2 separate regions of the Mus musculus genome follow, and region 1 is linked to region 2. A link is a contact called in public HiChIP or PLAC-seq data. All regions are on one chromosome and are shown on one strand. The core of a region is the stretch at or near the end of the contact, and the rest is flanking DNA. Distances in the headings are between cores, read along the strand shown. Region 1 overlaps Gm44812. Region 2 has its middle 6.5 kb from the start of Gm44812.

What was found. HiChIP or PLAC-seq counts read pairs in DNA pulled down with a chosen protein or histone mark.
Region 1: a contact with region 2 is called in an H3K4me3 HiChIP or PLAC-seq map of the SCID.adh cell line, with 11 read pairs. The contact joins two enhancer-like sites. A contact is called at or near these places in 3 of 484 Hi-C or Micro-C datasets (liver, tail fibroblasts and uterus) and 2 of 115 datasets of contacts at active chromatin or transcription factors (the SCID.adh cell line and embryonic stem cells).

The regions. Positions count from the first base shown.
Region 1 is chr7:70,574,272-70,579,844 of GRCm38.p6, reverse strand. It overlaps Gm44812, which reads right to left. Exons shown (of 7, transcript XM_030243182.1): 5 at 1,960-2,035. Among named protein-coding and RNA genes, the nearest start is that of Gm35894, 10 kb to the left of the region's middle. Within about 2 kb of position 1,399, at least 1 of the 459 cell types and tissues checked has an H3K27ac peak or open chromatin away from gene starts, as enhancers often do. A contact at or near this core is called in the SCID.adh cell line, where this site is marked.
Region 2 is chr7:70,499,490-70,505,918 of GRCm38.p6, reverse strand. No RefSeq gene overlaps it. Among named protein-coding and RNA genes, the nearest start is that of Gm44812, 6.5 kb to the left of the region's middle. Within about 2 kb of position 3,903, at least 8 of the 459 cell types and tissues checked have an H3K27ac peak or open chromatin away from gene starts, as enhancers often do. A contact at or near this core is called in the SCID.adh cell line, where this site is marked.

The DNA.
Region 1 (5,573 bases), core at 150-2,649, 76 kb before region 2:
TCTTTCTCTATTTCAGCGAGCAATTGCTGCTGTGTACGCTACTAGGAAGGGAAACCTCACCTCTGTGCCCTCAACAATGCACTCGGCGAGGTCTCTCCCATGTGCCATGAGCTGTGTGTGAGTTAGAATACAACCTCTCAGATTAAACATGCTGCAACCTAGAGATGGTTCACCCTGCAGCATAACCTGACCTATCCTAGCTGATACACCTCACCATATGTAAGAACAAGCTTGGTATAGAAAGTGTTGCTCAGAACACATTCCCTTGAAATAAACTAATAGATAAATGGTCAAACAGCTCTCCTCACAAACCAAAAGATACAGAAGGGTCCTGGGAGACTGTTAACTGCTATAGTCTCCTGTTGTCCAGCCTGACAATCTGAGTTTAATCTCTGAGACTTACATAGTAGAGAGAGAGAGAGAGAACTAACTCACACAAGTTGTCCTCTGGCTTATACATATATACTTATAAATAAATAAATTGATTGATTGGTTGGTTGGTTGGTTGGTTGATCTACTGGCTGACTGGTTGACTAAAATACAGCCTTGTTTGAATGGTCACATGTCAGAATTTAAGTTTTGTAGACTATTTTGAATTTTGAGTCAGTGCCTTTTCTAGCTCATTGCCTTCTCTGAATGGCAAAAGTAAAGATAGGTCCAGAACAGCTATGGTTCCAGCACTAACTATGCCTTCCTCTTTTACTCCACAAGTAGCCTGGAGCTCTACACTCATTGACACCTGAAAAACATTTTAGAGCCTCTAACACTGCAAAAGGACTTTTCCAATTTTTCTTGACAGACATTTAAAAGGTTTTGACAAGGGGGGAAAAAAAAGAAAAGAAAAAAGAAAAAGAAATACAAGTGATAATGGGCCCATTCTTAAAACCGACTTCATGGTTATAAGCATGAGTAAAAATGAAAATAAATATGTCTAATCACAGAATGTTTAATCGTGGGAAATATAAAAAACAACCCACACTCATTTTCATTGAAGATCATTCTCTTGTATCTAATTTGAAGAGATACAGAATAAATAGCCTAACAAAGGCTCACTTTCTATTATAATGCGTCATTGATGGAGGCCCAACCACTTTGCCTGATGGATTTCAAAGCGGAAGAGTGGCAGTCACTCACAGCACCATCACTGAAAAGCTGTGTTATAGATCATTTGATTTTAACAAGACAGTTCTATGCTTCTTAAAATGAGGAAACATCGTAGCCATGAAAGAGCATTATTACAGCTGTTTTCTTGACATTCCCCTGTAGAATTTCAAAACAACACTGTGGCTCAGAGTCTTAAAACCACTTAGGAGATCTGGACCTGCTGGCACAAGCCTATAATTCCAGCTCCATGAGAGGCAGAGGCAGGAGGACTGCATGTTCAAGACCTAATGGGCTACAGAGTGAACTCAAGGCCAACTTGTAAAACTTAGTGAGACTTTGTCTCAAAACAGGGAGCTGTTTTTCTGACTTCTGGACAGGTCCTTCTATATGCAGACTTGTAATGATCAGCCACCAGAAGATTGTATTTACAGGGAATATGCTATAATGCCTAGATGGTCATGTGCACTATGTGTACTGTGGCAAATGCTATTTACTGAAGCAGGCCTGACAAGAGATGAACAATAACAGGTGAGATACTATAGTGAAGGTATACAAGTCTGTCAACACATTTCACTCAATTTACCCTTCTAGTAATGATACTTGAAAGAAGTACTGTGAGGTTCTGTTTGACGTATGAAAATGGCTAAGGCCACTACTCTGTGTTCGAGTAGTATATTAAATGAAATAAGGATTACTTGAACACAAGTGGGTAATATCCTGATGGCTGATCTGATAACCAACATGGCCTCTAAGTGACTAGTGGGCTGGTAGATACTCCAGGCAAAGAAACGATACAAGTCCTTGGTGGGATACAATAGGAAATATCTCACACCATTCAGGAAAGATGCAGCTCACCATTTACAAACGGCTTCTGTGTGAGATCTTCCACTTGGCTGTTTGCAGGATGCATTTGGCTCCAGGGCAGTTGCAACTGTAAAAGAGTCCAACTTCCGATAAGAGAACACTCCTCCTTGTAAAGGTGACTGCATTCCTTCTCCTGGAGCAACCTCTGAGGCTGCTCAGTTACCTCATAAAGTTCATACGGCTTAGGTCGCTTCTCTACTCAAGCTTGCTTTGCTCTCACCAGGCCAGGGCCATCTCTTCCCACAGATTTCTCCTGATCCTTCATGCTCCTGTTTGAGATGCGTTTCTTCAGCATGTATTTTTCTACTGGTGAGCTGGTAAACTCATCCTTCAAAAAGATGCTCATTCATATGACATCCTTTGTCAAGCTGAGTTACTTATTTGGTGTTTTGTTTGTTTGTTTGTGTTTCTTTTTTTCTTTTTTTACTAGATTGGACTCATACCGGCTCTTATCACTGTCCTTTGTGAAAGAGTGTCTATGTTATATTGTTGTTTATCTACTAACTCAAGTACGCAGACTCCACCCCTTTAGTAACTGAGAATGCACTTTAGTTTCCCAAAATATTCTTCCTGCTCAATAGGTCCAGTGTCTGGCTTATAACCGTGGACAAATATTTGACCAATGAATGAGTCAATGGAGACATAGATGGGGCCTGAATCCCACTGTTGATTTTACCAGTGACCTGCTAGGTCACTTTAGCCATGACACTGGCTTCCTATGTTCCAAATTTCTGATATGAGAACAGGGGATACTAATCGCTAAAGGGAGGCTGTGAGGATTAATGAAATAGTTTTTTTTTTTTTTCAAGCAGTCTGAGCTCCCTGGAAGAAAGGCACCAGGGAAGAAACAATGTGTGAGTGTGATTTTTTTGTGGAACACCTTTCATCTGAGACTCTCAAAGCCCTTCACCAAACATGAACTCCGTAATCTTCTCAACACGCCTGCAGCAGCACTCCACTATCACCGTTTCAGAAAAAGGAAAACCACAGACAGCAAAAGGTTAAACAAGAAGCCCATGATGCGCTCCGTTCTGAACGCCAAATCCAGCACACCCACCTCGAAGCCCTTTGAACCTGGAGACACTTGCAACTTCCCTGACACTGCCTCACAGAGGAAGCCATTGAACCGTGCCAGCTAGCTGGCAAAGAGCCAGTTGGAAGGAGGGCCTACATTAATACCTTCCACAGAAGGAGGGGTGGGATGGCTCAGCGAGGGGATGACCACAATCCTCCCCCCCACTGTAACAGTAAGTCGACAATGTAAGCAAGCCTTGCCACCCATCACTCACCTTCCTCCCAAGGCTTTGGCTCAAATCGGGCTTAGATCTTTTCAGGGTCTCCTTTGAACTTGACACCTCACTGCGCCAACTCTGTTTCTAGCCAGAAAAATGTCTCATCACCTTTGAATACAAAGGTAGCGGTTTCGCAACCAAAGAAGTAATCCCAAAATACCACATTCAGGGAGTTTTCCCTCCCTAATACTAGTTTTCCTGCTGAATCCCGTGAATGTTAGCCAAGACAGGTGGTGCTAATCTGCCCTCTAAGAGGGAAGGAAGAATGTCAGCTATTCTGCATAGACTTGAGGGGGCGGGGGCGGGGCAGTGTTTAGATCAAGCCAGGGAAACTAGTAAAAGAGAGCAGTTTCTATTTATACCTAACCAGAAAGGCGACATTTGTGCATTTTTCACAAGTGTTAAGGTTATGATTCCTATCAGTTGTAGCCCTAATGCTGGAAATTATTTGCTATAAACATATACAACATGTATAGAAATAACAAAGTTCTGTCAAGATCCCACAAGGAAGCAGCCAGAGTCGCTCCAGTTCCTTCCTTCCCCAAGGGCCACGTCAGAACAAACGTTCCAGTCCATCTTGGTTTTAAGCCTAGTACAGTAGTGTGTGTTCACTGAGATCAGTGTCTTGATGCTAAAACCTCTGGCCTTAAGTGGTCTGGCCCACAACTTCCTGCATCTGTGACCTTTTGTCCACTTTGTCACTCATGAGCCCTTTGCTCCGAAGTTAGTCACTCAGGTAAAGCTCTTCAGCACCTGGCCACCTCTTCCAGACCACAGTCCTCTCAACGGCTGTCTAACTTCCTCATACCACAGAAGCCACCTGGAATTAGGGGGAAGAGTGTGATTTCACACCAAACCTATGTGACAGTTGACCCTAACACCTGCCACCTTTTGTTCTGCAGCTCTAGAAAAGTTCCCAGAGTCCACTAAGCCTCCTCCTGAGGCCTGTAAAGGAAGAATTACAAGTCTACTTTAAAACTGTTTGAAAGGTTGGGCCTCCACACTGTGGTTTCCAGCAGAGATTGGGGTTCTTGACCCTCTGAGAAAAGGGAAGGCACACTTACTCCTCAAGTATGAGTACAGACTAAGTGTGTGTGAGTGTGTGTGATTGTGTATGTGTGTATGATTGTATATGTATGTGTGTGTGTGTGTGATTGTATATGTGTGTGTGTGTTTGTACATCTGTACATAAGAAAACCTTAGGTGTTGTCCCCGAAGTTCTGACCACTTCATTTGTTGACACAGGGTCTCTTGATGACCTGAAACTTGCCAAGTAGGGCTGGCTGGCCAGGCAACAAGCCCCAGGGACCATCTTGTTGCTGCTTCCCCCGAGATTACAAGTGTACCACGAGGCCTCACTATTTTTCCTGGGTGCTGGCATTGACCTCAGATTCACAGGCTTGTTAGTAAAGTACTTCCAAAGAGGTTCTCCTTGTAGCCCCAGACCAAAGCTTCTAAAGCCATTGCTAGCTGGATCACCTACCAGATCCAGTACACATTAAGTTGGCAAATATGTGCCTTGTTAAGTAGTTAAATATGTGCCTCTTTCATTTTAGATCAAGCCTCTTTTCCTCTCAGGGATTCATTTTACTTGTGAAGTCTTGCTTTCCATTGCATTTCAACAGTGACCTGGGCCTGTGAACCATTAAGTACTGTGTAAGCACATACTGAATATGTGGGTCTTTATGGGGCCACCTCTGTTCTGAACACAGAAATTAGAATAACCCCAGGTGAATCAGGCCAAATCTATGCCTGGTCAGTTTGCCTACTGATAATAACCATCACTTTGGCACTAATCTTCATATAAGATGGTGGGGGGGGCGGGCGGGGGCAATATAGTATACTCCTGCCTCCCTCCACCCCGGACAGTGGAGAGGATAATCATGTGGTGAATGAGCGGCAGAGCTGAGCCCTCAGGACAAGTCCACCAGCTTCCCACATGGAATTACCTCTGTCTCACACATTACAAATCATCTCCAACAAGGGAATATTCATAGTTCTTTCTGCCTCTTTCTGGCATATTTCCAAGGAGGAAGAAAGAAGCCAACCTCCTTGCCTGGACAGAGGAACCCCATGGAATTAAAAACAGCTTTGAATTTTCAAATCGGTATCTTAAACACTAAATTTTACTCACTAGAATGAACGTGTCACAATAGAGAAGTCTCCACCAGTCCAGATCTACAGACTCAAAATGTCACTGAAAATTAAGCCGTTGCTCATCGAGGTGACTCTTATGTTAAGCTATGCCTGAACATGACCGCTGGAATTTCATACCCGACTGTAGGGAGATAAAAAATGTAAATGAGTTTTGCC
Region 2 (6,429 bases), core at 2,654-5,153:
GGCTCTGAGCTACAAAGGAAGCCAGGCCTCTCTGTGCCCTGCCTCAGGGGAGGTTTGTTTTAAGAGCCCAAAGCCAAGACACCTGGCTTTTGTTTCCCCAAAGCTCAGACTCCCATAGGAGTTCATGCCAGCAGCTGGAAAGGAATGGAAGCCTAGAGAGGAGGAAGACAGGGATGAAAGTGGAGAGAGAGGCTTCGCGTGAGGGGGGAGGGGTGACAAGGGTAGCTAGAGGATCAGGCCACCAGCAGGGACAGACCTCTGGAAAAGTGATAGTGTCTCAAAGAGGATGGCCTTTCCTGAGTCACAATCAACCACCAGGCCTCAGGCCCAGGCCTCCAGACCGAACAGCGGTGCCCTTATGGGCAGCAGGATGTAGAATGTGCGCACAGGGAAATAGTAGAAAGTAGAGGAGACAGACTTGGAGAGCCACTGTGAAGCCTACTATTGGCATCAGCTAATCACCAAGCCCAGTTCCAGGATCCACAGGAAAGGACGAGGCACTTCTGAAGACAATGCTCGATTCCCATGGGTGTTGGAAAGGAAGCTGAGATACATGGAAGTGATCTGTCTGAGATCACACAGCATGGACAAGGGAGTCAGACAGGACTATTGAACAAAGCCATCAGCGTATCGTAAGATGTTCAGAATGGCATACAGTGCCTGTCACAAAACTAACAGTGCCACTGTGAAAACTGCAGCCAGGACCCGGGTCGCATAGATGTCACTAACCCTGTACCTGCTGCTTCAATGAATTGAGGATGGTGATAGCCTTCCTCCAATGAAGCAGCAGTGTACAGGTGCAGAGCAAACCAGCTAGCAGAGATTGCATGGAACGCCAGCATCTTCTGCAATGCTCTGACTTCCCTTTCCTATTCTGTTAGCATTGCCTGCTCTTCCTTGTTCAGCCTTACTTTTCCCATCTGTAAAATGGATATCCATGAAGCACCTAGCACAACAGTCCAGTCATTGGATGATGTTAGGAGCTGCGGTTATAGCTACAGGGTGTCTGACACTTTTGAGGAGTGCCCACAGTCTCATTGGTGGGAGACTGACCAACAGGCTTTCAGTGCAGTGGAAGGGCTATTATCTATCATCCCAGGTTGTGTGACTCTAATCATACTGGGAGTGAGGGGGAGGTTCATGCAGAAGTTAATGGCGTAAAGCTTTGCATGCAACAGTGACCTCTACCTCATTTTGGGGTGAAAGCATGAGCCACTGCTGCTCCCTTTCCCCCAATGGCTTCTGGGTCCAAGCATCCTCTGATCATGGCTCCAGCAGTGAATCTGTGAGCTCTAAGTCATGGGTAACTTGCATAGCTGGGAGCCCCACACCAACCCTATTGAGAAGCCAAGAGAGCTCCGGGCAACCAGTGCATTCCACGAGCCTAAGTTTCCAGCCTTCTCTGGAGTGAGATGTACAAAGGGAATTTCCCATGGGTCAGTTCAGTTCTTTGGCCAGGTGACATAGACAGGAAGTGTAAATGTAGGATTCTAATTGGCCAAGTTCAAAAGCCTCCAGTTGGGTTTCCCCGATACAGATCTATAAGCTATCAAAATCATGGACTCCATTTCCAAAGGGCCAGCGTTGTGAAGGAATTTTCCCCTGGCATGTCAGAGATCAGAACACACAGCCACAGCAAAGAGATCCTCACTTCCCACGAAAGAGAGACTTCCCCGACTCCAAGCTCCCCAAAGACATGATTGGGTTTAAAGCACAATGATGTGGCCATTTGGCTGTTTCCCGCCTAAGTGCAGGGGCTTCAATATGAACTGGCAACACCAGCCTTCACTTTGAATGACTTCAGTGCATATGAAACTAAACCTAGCATAGATCCCCAGCATCTGAGTTTCCTTGAAAGGTGTGACTTGTTACCAGCACCAAAACTGAATCCACTTGTCTGTTCTAAGACACAAAAGGATGGAGGACCAACCTCCGTCACAACAACCCAAGTGAGTTTATTTATTACATTTCTCCAAGAAAACCTGGGAGGCGTTTGTGTTCACAAAGCACAGACACCAGGCAGGCCTAGAGAACACGTGTCATACACACAGCCCAGCAAATCACCACACTGCAGTAGCTACCTGGACTGAATGAATGAGCCTGACAACAGAAGCTCTCTACAAAGCTCATCTCCTCTCCATTCCCCCACTCCCAGGCCAACCCTCAAAGATTACACAGACAACCATTTGTGACAGATTGCTCCCCAGTCTTCTACCTTAAATTCTATATGATAAATTCAACATGAAGTGACAGTCACAGCGAGTGTTTCCAGCTCTACCTAAAAAGAAAAAAAAAAAAAGAAAAAAACTAATTTTACTGAAGTTAGGACTCAATGAACGAGAAAATATGAATGAACACCTAGGGCATAGCTCTAAACTTTAATCTCCATGAAAGCCATAATGGTTATTTATGGTCAGGAGGATATTAATATTTTAAAAGATTTCACTAAGAAGCACTCTGAGACTTTGAAATGGTATTGTTATACAAAGATAATAATATTTCAGTGGATCTTTCTCTGCGCTGCTATGCTAATGGTGTAAAAAGAAGGAAACCCACTACTTTGGTTACTCCAGAAGTAGCCAGAGGAAACTATGATAAGGAAAGAAAGAAAGAAAGAAAGAAAGAAAGAAAGAGAGAGAGAGAGAGAGAGAGAGAGAGAGAGAGAGAGAGAGAGAGAAAGAAAGAAAGAAAGGAAGGAAGGAAGGAAGGAAGGAAGAAATAAAGAAAGGAAGAGATAGAGAAACAAAGAAACAAGGAAACAAAGAAACAAAGAAAGAAAAAGAGAAAGAAAAAAGAGATAAAAGATAAGAAAGGAAAAGAAAAAAAAGAAAATACCTTGGGTTGCTACTACCTATTTAAATTAGGCAAATGCTATTAGGAAATTCTATATACACAGGCTCCAGTGATGGGTAAACTTAAGGTCACCAATTGCACTGTTCATCCAGCTCGTTGTTTCATTCCAGCATTTAGTGGTTTAGCCACTCCAACGGCATGGAATCGAAAGGGCTTGCTACCTGTTGTCCTTGTTAGTGTAGACTGATTAGATAGCTTGAGGAAAATCTTGCAGGCTTCTGTGACTAGGCGAGTGTTTAACAGAGACATTTTGAGAAAGGAAAATTGAGTTCAGTGGTGAGGACAGGATCAGAGTTCCTTTCTTGGTTTTCACTCATGGAAGCCCATGAATTAAAAGAATGTTTTATTTTCTTGTCAGTGTAGCTGTCATTGCTATACCCTCTCATCATCTCTCAGTGGCTCATGACTATAATCCTGGAGCTTAGGAGGTGGAGGTGGGGGTGGGGGTAGGGAATCAGGAATTAGAGGCTAGCCTTGGCTACATTAGATCTTGTCTCAAAGAAAAGAAAGAAGAAGAAGAAGAAGAAGAAGAAGAAGAAGAAGAAGAAGAAGAAGAAGAAGAAGAAGAAGAAGAAGAAGAAGAAGAAGAAGAAGAAAAGAAAGAGGAAAGAGGAGAGGAGAGGAGAGGAGAGGAGAGGAGAGGAGAGGAGAGGAGAGGAGAGGAGAGGAGAGGAGAGAAGAGAAGAGAAGAGAAGAGAAGAGAAGAGAAGAGAAGAGAAGAGAAGAGAAGAGAAGAGAAGAGAAGAGAAGAGGAACCCATGTGTCCATCTCTTGTTCATTCCCAGAAGGAGTGTTCCATTTATGAGTCCTCTGAAAATGAGCATGATTATCCTCCCCCACTTCACATACATAAAGGTTATATTTGTATGGTTTGATACCATTTTACTTTCTTAAGGTGTTGTTCCAGGTACTTAATAGATAGGAAGAAAGCATTTAACATATGACAAAAGGGGAGGGGGGTGACATTTACAGCCAGGAGCTAGGTAGGCGATTGCAAAGGTCATCAATGAGTAAACAGATATTAATGGTTAGCCGATAACTGGCTCGTAAGCAACTCACATTAATAATTAACAGCAGGAAAAGCAGCACTTTCAACTATACTTGGGCAACTGTGAGCCCACAGGAGCAAGCCCAGAAAAGCTCAGATGATGACGTACTTCCTGGTTGCCAGAGGCTGAAAAACTCTTTTTTGCATTTCTCATATTGATACCAAAACCCATTTCAAAGATGGTCATGTTAAAAAGAAAAGTAGGTTGATAGAGAAGACAGTGAAAAGATGTTCAGAGAACAGTGCTTAGTCTAACATTTAAGCCCCCGCCCTGTTTTCCTTTTATTGTGACGTGTAAAAGTCACTCAGATCTTTATCACTACCCTACAAACTCTGAGATTCTAGAAACATAAGCTTTCTCACGGTATTTTATACCATGTGTCTCATATGTAAACTTCTAAGTTAAGTGTAACTTCTAAGACTAGTTAGTGTCTTTAGTCCCCTGCTCTCATTATAGCCCAAGGGGGCCTTGAACTCACTATGTAGGCAAGGATGGCCTTCAACTCTTGGCCCTATCCTCTGTGACTCTCTGATACTGAGATACATGCATACACCACTATCCCTGGCTCACTCCAGGTTCTTTGGGGAGGGAAGGTAAGTCCAGAACTGTGGCCCAGAAGGCAAAGCCTGAGAGGGCAGGAAAGCAGGTGGCTGGGGCATGTCTCCTACGGGTGTAAAGGAACCTGGGAACAGAGGTACCTGTGTCCTCACAGAGTCACTGGGATCAAAGGCTTGACACCTGTGGAACTGTTTAGAAAAACCCAAAGTCTTTGAAATCTCTAGACTTTTAAATGTTCTGACTTCATGGAAACCCTGCTAAAGCTAAACACTAGACAGTACCTATAAGACATAAGGCTCATTGAAATCTGTTCACTTTGAAAAAAATGAATGAATGAATGAATGAATGAATGCATAAATAAATAAATAAAGTGGAGTTCTCAAAACTTGGCCAAGAAAAAGCAGGGAGGAGGGATCTTTCAAAATGATTATAGAGTTCTTTCTTCCTCCCTTCTGTTCCTCCCCCCCGACTCCTTCTCCTCATCCCCTCTGCCCCTCCTGGCCCACTTTCCATCTCTGAGATACAGTCCCCTTATATAGCCCAGGCTTACCTGAAATTCATGTCAATCTTCCTGTCTTAATCTAACATGCTGGAGTGACAGACATAAGCACCTCAGTCCAGAGTTCGCATCTTTTTTATTCGAATTTCTAATGTGTGACTATAGTAGTCTATAAGAGCACAGATATAACTTATAATATATGAGGATATATATATATATATATTATATATATACATATAACTATTTATGTATAAGTCAATACATGTAATAAGGAAACAGAGTATCAGCCAAGTACTAAAAACACTACTCAGAACCATGTGAGTAAAATTTCCACTCTGATATTTTTAATATGTGGCTTGCAGATGAATGGCCAGCACTGCTTTCACATAAAATGTGAAGAAACCAATTTTTTTTCAATAAATGTATAGTTCGACTATCAAGCCCACAGGAGAAATTGTTAAGTACCCAACCTGAAAATCAAATTATTTAAGCTTGGTTATACTAATAACAGCCACTAACCATCTGCTAAGGTGGACTATAAAACCAAGCAAGCCAAAGGCAGCACAAAGGAGATGTGTTTCAAAGGGAGGAGCATGAAGTTTAAGACACAAACTTGCTTCCTGGTGGCAAGTGGAATAAAACTGGGGTAGTTGCTTCTGAGCCTGCCATTGGAGGTTCTACAAGGGTCTAATGGCTTTATAGTCTGGTCCCTCTCTACTTCATCCCTAGCCTACATTGTGAAATCTTCTCATCAGGAATCCTAGGCCCAATACAATGGGTTATCTTTTCTGGCCTCACAGAGTCTTCTCTACATCCTCCTCATTTGGGGCATGCGCATCTCTAAAGTTTAGCTATCTCTGCATGTCTCTTCTTCCAGATGACCCCAGCTGAGTCTTCTCCACTGGGTTACAAGGACACTCCTTTGTGATTCCCCAGGTGGCTTGCTTCCTTTGTGAAGGTAGGAGGTACTGTTTACATTATTAGATCACATGCCGCACTAGTCCATTATCTGATGTTGTGATAGAATTCATAAGTCTTTGCCCACAGTCTTTCACCTACTTGGTACAGAGGCAGCACTCTGCCTCTAGTCTCAAGATTTGCAAACTTCTAACATTATGCACTGCAGAGCCAACATTCACTGAATGTTTATGACAATGGCCTGGAAAGCATCATAGTGTCCTCGTGCACTCAAATATTAGACATACTGAACAGGACAGGCAAGGAGCAGTGAAGCACCCCTTTAGTCCCTGCATTCAGGACACAGAGGCGGGCAGATCTCTTTGAGTTTGAGGCTAGCCTGGTCTACAAAGAGAGTTCCAGGTAAACCAGGACTACATACTGAAATGCTTTCTCAAACAAAGCAAAAGCAGGACAGGACAGGAAAGGAAAGGAAGAAAAAAAAATGAGCCTACTAACAGGCTCTTTTGCTCTGCTTTCTAGATAACTAGTTTTATTTATTTTACTAGGAGA